Linked DNA regions of Siniperca chuatsi: region 2 is linked to region 1. A link is a contact called in public Hi-C data. All regions are on one chromosome and are shown on one strand. Each heading gives the region's core, a stretch centred on a gene start, on an enhancer-like site or on the middle of the called end of the contact. The rest is flanking DNA. Distances are from core to core; before and after follow the strand shown. Region 1 has its middle 7.7 kb from the start of batf3. Region 2 has its middle 18 kb from the start of pex3.

Region 1 (2,789 bases), core at 230-2,729:
GTGCTGGAGGAGGGACCATCATGGGAGGACAAACCCCTACATGGGATGTACCACCGGAACAGAACTGAAGTGGCTGATATCAAGAAATCCTACCAACGGCTAGAGCGGGCCGGATTGAAGGACAGCACAGAGGCACTCATCATGGCTGCACAGGAGCAGGCCCTGAGCACCAGAGCAATAGAGGCCCAGATCTATCTCACCAGACAAGACCCGAGGTGTAGGCTGTGCAAAGAGGCCCCTGAGACAATCCAGCACATAACTGCAGGGTGTAAGATGCTGGCGGGAAAAGCATACATGGAACGCCATAACCAAGTGGCTGGCATAGTGTACAGGAACGTCTGCACTGAGATCCAGACTGACAGAATGGTAATGGCGAACCAGCCTGACATCGTGGTGGTGGACAAACAGCAGAGGAAAGCCGTTGTGGTTGACGTGGCGATACCAAGTGATGGCAACATCAGGAGAAAGGAACATGAGAAACTAGAGAAGTACCAAGGGCTCAGAGAAGAGCTGGAGAAGGCCTGGAAGGTGAAGGAAACAGTGGTGCCCGTGGTCATCGGAGCACTCGGGGCAGTGACCCCCAAACTGGAGGAGTGGCTACAGCAGATCCCTGGAAGAACACCAGACATCTCGGTCCAGAAGAGTGCAGTACTAGGAACAGCAAAGATACTGCGCAGAACCCTCAAGCTCCCAGGCCTCTGGTAGAGGAACCTAAAGTAAAAAGTTGTTGAATGTTACATATGGCTAAATTAAAGTTACGTTTTGTTAGAGGAGTTTTGTTTTTCAAAGATCGACAGGCATTTATGCCGAGATGTTCAGCAACCACAAATGGGTGAAATGTCTGGGTGTCCAAATACGTTTGACCATATTGTATATATCGCATTATTAAATTAACTCTAATTGGTTATGTTGCCTTTCACAACCTCAATACATTTTATAGATTTTGTTGTGTGGCTGAATTTAAAGACAAAACATTTCAGTTTCTTAATGACCTGGCAGGAAGAGATAATCTACAGTACATGCACTCCATCTTCTTTGTGTGCTCAAAATACATTTTCAACTGCTTTTCATGGTTTGTTTGTTTGTTTTTCACCTTGGTGACCATCAGTTAGATGGGACTTCACACAGGTGAAAATGGCAACAACAAAAGAAATTGGTTAGAAATGGCAAAAAACAAATAAAACAAAAAAGTTAGAAAATGACTATAAAGCACAGCAGAGCTGAGTCTACTTTCCCGTCCTGGTGTGTCAAACCCCACCCACCAGGTTCAAAAAACAAACCCTGCGTGTTTGGATTTGGTTTTGCATGTTCAATGCCCCAGACTTCCGCAGGAAACTGATGCTGCAGTCACTGTGGAACTGAGCTCAGATCAGTTTCTAAATGAGCTCGGAAATCACCACCGTCACAACAACTCTGGTCGCCCTAGCAATCCAGGAAATACTGCTGGGGCAGGAAGTAACCCGTCACTTAGAGCAGTTCTGAGGAATACAGTAAAGCCTGCACAGACACATGCATAATTCTACTGTACGTAAACAAAAACAGACAGTTATGACACCATATCTACGCATACAAAAACACACTTGCACCACACACTTGTGAAAATGCAAAGTCACATGGATACACTCTGTATTGTACTGGTGCAACATTTGTCCTTAGTACACACACACACACACACACACAAACAAATATTTACAGACTTCTGGTGAAATCCTGATTCAGTTCTTGGTAATTTCTCAGAAAATGAAAGAATAAAAGTCAAAACATCAGACAATCAGGACAGGATGTTACATCATTCACTCCAATCATCACTGAGACCAAAAAGAAGGTCTCTATATTTTTTTATTTTTTGGATTCTTCATATTTTAGTTATTCGGTTCAATGCTACTTTCTGTACATTTTATTTCCCAACATGAAGGTCTAAGTGATGTTTCAAAGCCTTCTCCACACTGCAAGACATACAATTCTGGAGGAGAAATGCTGAAACAGTTATTTATTGATTATTTTCTTGCATATAAACACATCATTTTCATGGATGTATCGACCCTAAAACTCAGTCTGCTGCTGGAGAGGACCGACATTATGGGCATGTATTTTTCTTCATGAACAGATAATTAGGGGCCACACTGAAAACAACACACACAAGCAAACAAAGAATACACAGGCACACACAAAAAACCCACCGGCATAAACACACCTTTCACGCTTCATACATAAAGGCCTACACACACTTCTGCTGAACTGTGAAAGGAATTCTTGTGTCACTTCTCTGGAAGAAAAAGCACGGCTGTGCCAATATGTTTCATCACTGGACTCATCAATAGTTCATTATTACGAGCAGTTCCATTTAAGAGTGGTGTGATTTTTCATGCGGCAAGGAAAGCTTTGTGATAGGTATCACCAATGCTTTTGAGTGTTTTTTTTTTCTGGTACTCATTATGTTGTCCTGTGTGGTTACTGACCAAATCCCAAAGATCTCCATGTACAACTGAAAGGTGAAGTAACATCCTCAGGACGTTCATACTGAATGTGTTAAAAGAAAAATCCCTTACTGAATGTTGCCATGCAATTCGTTATCTTTGTAAATCTCTCTTTCGATGGTTGTGAGCATGCGTCTTTCTTCATGCCAAATATCAAGGTGAGCTTCTTAAATTTGCTATGACATTTTTTCTATTTTAACTATGAGGAAGTAAAAGCATAAAAGAATCAAAAATCTTTGGCAGCTCCTGAGATGCCAGTTTATGTAGGACCATTAATATCAGATCTGTAAGTTGAGATCATCATTGAGCTTC
Region 2 (2,700 bases), core at 28-2,527, 37 kb after region 1:
TAATTTCATTGCAAGCCATTTGCTGACACATCATCTCTTTTCAATTTCATCTCATTTCTCATCTCACCTCCTGTCATCTGACCTTATCTCACCTCATTTCATCTCACTTCATATAAGCATATTTTAACTCATCACATCCACCACTTTCTCTCACCTCTTCTCATCAATTTCATATTATTTCAGACATAACTTCATCTCATCCCCTGTTGTCTTCTCTCATCTCTTCATGTACCTCATATAGACACATATTTTACCTTATATTATCTCATCTCTCCGTTCATCTGGTCTACTCTTATCTTTCATTCCATCTTATTTGTCTGGCTGCGACTCGTCTCTTCTTCTTCTTTCTTTTTCTTTAGTCAATTTAAAGTCTCATTGAGATTCAGATGTCAGGCCAAGAGTACAGCGTAAAAACATTGTAACAACAGTTAATACTATTCAAACAAAATAACATATTTCATCTTGTCTCATTTTGTCTCCAATCCAATTCCATTTTATTTAATTTTGCATCACATCACCTCATCTCATCTCAGTCATCTTTTCATTCATCTCATCTTGTGCTGTCCCATCCCATCCCGTTTCATCTCATATTGTCTCACTTTTTCATAAATTATCTAATTTAGTCACTTTTTAAACCTGTTCCAGTCCTATTTTATTTTATATTACCTAACGTTATCTCATCTCATCTCATCAATCACCTGCTCCAGTCTCATCTTTCATTTCATCTCGTTTCAATCTTCATTTTAAATGATATTTATACATTTTTTATTTAAGATTGTCCCGTGCCATTTAAAGTCTTGTCACATCATCTCAGCTCAGCTCATGTCACCAAAGAATAAAAGCTGGATTTATATATTAAAGACTATATATATTTACAAAAATATCTATCTATTTATCTATCTATACTGTACATATCTGTGGGTGTGTGGGTCAGTTTGGGCCAATCAAAGGGCTCAGGTGAGATGACATCACCCCCCTGATTGAACAGTGTGACCTCAGCCTGCATCATCATGAATTCCTAACGAGGGACCTGACGGCATCCAATCAGCAGAGGCCTGGATTATGAGGGAATGAAGCCTGACAGCACACCGCCAATGACATTTCAGCACACAGATTACTGCCTGGTGGGGCTCAGAGGGAATCAATAATGTAGACACACACACACGAATACATATACACAGCTGCCCTGAGCCTGCCCTTACTACCATTACAGTAAATGACGAAGCTCAGAGCAGATAGAGTACCAGAGGAAGGAACGGACAGACTGAGTTACACACAAGTGAGGGAAGAAAGAAAGAGAGAATAGAGTGGAAAATCAAAGAGGACGGATGATCTCAGCGTTTTATGTGTGATTCACTGCCAGTAGTTGTGAGTCACCACTATAACAGCAATCTGAAAGTGATGAATACACAGCTACTGTTCACCTGTCACTTGCTGTTGCTGTCTGTATCGGTTTTGTTGATACTACAAACTGCAATCTGAGCTGCTGGCTCGGTTCTCACACGGATTATTTAGTTTCAGCTAATGTTCTTTTTGCTGACCAAGTCTGGAGGCCCATGAGGTTTTCACATACTTGTAATGATTTGTATATTACCAGTATGGATTATGGGAAATGTAAATTGAAGCCTGTTTTGATTATCATTACTTGTTATTTTCTTGCCTATGATATTCATGTATTAATACTGCTCTTTTTGCTATTTTTGAATATGCATGTTCTTCTACTCATAGTTATGCCAAACATTGGTACTGCCATGGTTATACTGCCTTATTGTTATTAAATTCAATGTTCAATAAAGTATTTTACAGAAACGGTTGCAGCAGCAATAGCATTACTACTTGTAGCAGCACTTATCAGAATCAGAAATACTTTAGTGATCCCCGAGGGGAAACTCTTTTGTTACAGCAGCTCACTATCACATCAGTGCACACAGGAATAGAAGTACTAAGCAAATCAAAATATAATACACTATAATACAGGCAAGACAAATTAAGTACAAAGTGGATATAAGTATAAACTTAAAATAAGTGTAAAGTACAAAGTGGATTACCGGTTGATGATAAGTATGTGCGGTATAATAATATAATGTAATAATATAAGTAACAAGTAGTAGTGCATGTACTGTCAAGTTAAGTGTAGCTTATTAAGATGATTATGAGACGGTGGATATTGCACAGCAGTAAAAGAAGTATGAATAAATATCAATAAATTATACTGAAAACAGAGTATATTGCACCAGAGTATTAAACAGAGAATATTGCACAATTATTTTAAGTATTACAGTGATGTTAATGATCCAGTGTCCAGTTTATCAACTTAAGGTCATACAGACGGACACTTAGAGGGAGGAGTTAAAGGGAATTTTAAACTGAAAAGAGTATATTGCACAGCAGTATTAACACAGGATATTGCACAATTATGTCAAGTATTGCATAGATGTAGTGATCAGTGTCCAGTTTAATGACTTAGGGTCATACAGACTGACACTTAGAGGGAGGAGTTGAAGAGTTTGACGGCCACAGGCAGGAATGACTTCCTGTGGCGCTCTGTGGTGCATTTTGGGGGGATGAGTCTTTCGCTGAATACAAGAAGCAGCAGCAATAGAGTGCTGCAGGAATGAGTCCTAAAACCCAGAAATGAGTTAGCATTTTTGCACTTCCGGTTCCCTCGTCTTGAAGTCACTTTTTTTTAAATGGGTTTTT

Evidence for each region. A called contact is a pair of places that touch in the nucleus more often than the background predicts.
Region 2: a contact with region 1 is called in a Hi-C map of liver, with 4 times the contacts expected there. The contact joins two enhancer-like sites. A contact is called at or near these places in 2 of 3 Hi-C or Micro-C datasets (liver and an unstated tissue).

The regions. Positions count from the first base shown.
Region 1 is chrLG16:25,119,247-25,122,035 of ASM2008510v1, forward strand. No RefSeq gene overlaps it. Among protein-coding and RNA genes, the nearest start is that of batf3, 7.7 kb to the left of the region's middle. Within about 2 kb of position 1,480, the one cell type or tissue checked has an H3K27ac peak away from gene starts, as active enhancers do. A contact at or near this core is called in liver, where this site is marked.
Region 2 is chrLG16:25,156,699-25,159,398 of ASM2008510v1, forward strand. No RefSeq gene overlaps it. Among protein-coding and RNA genes, the nearest start is that of pex3, 18 kb to the right of the region's middle. Within about 2 kb of position 1,278, the one cell type or tissue checked has an H3K27ac peak away from gene starts, as active enhancers do. A contact at or near this core is called in liver, where this site is marked.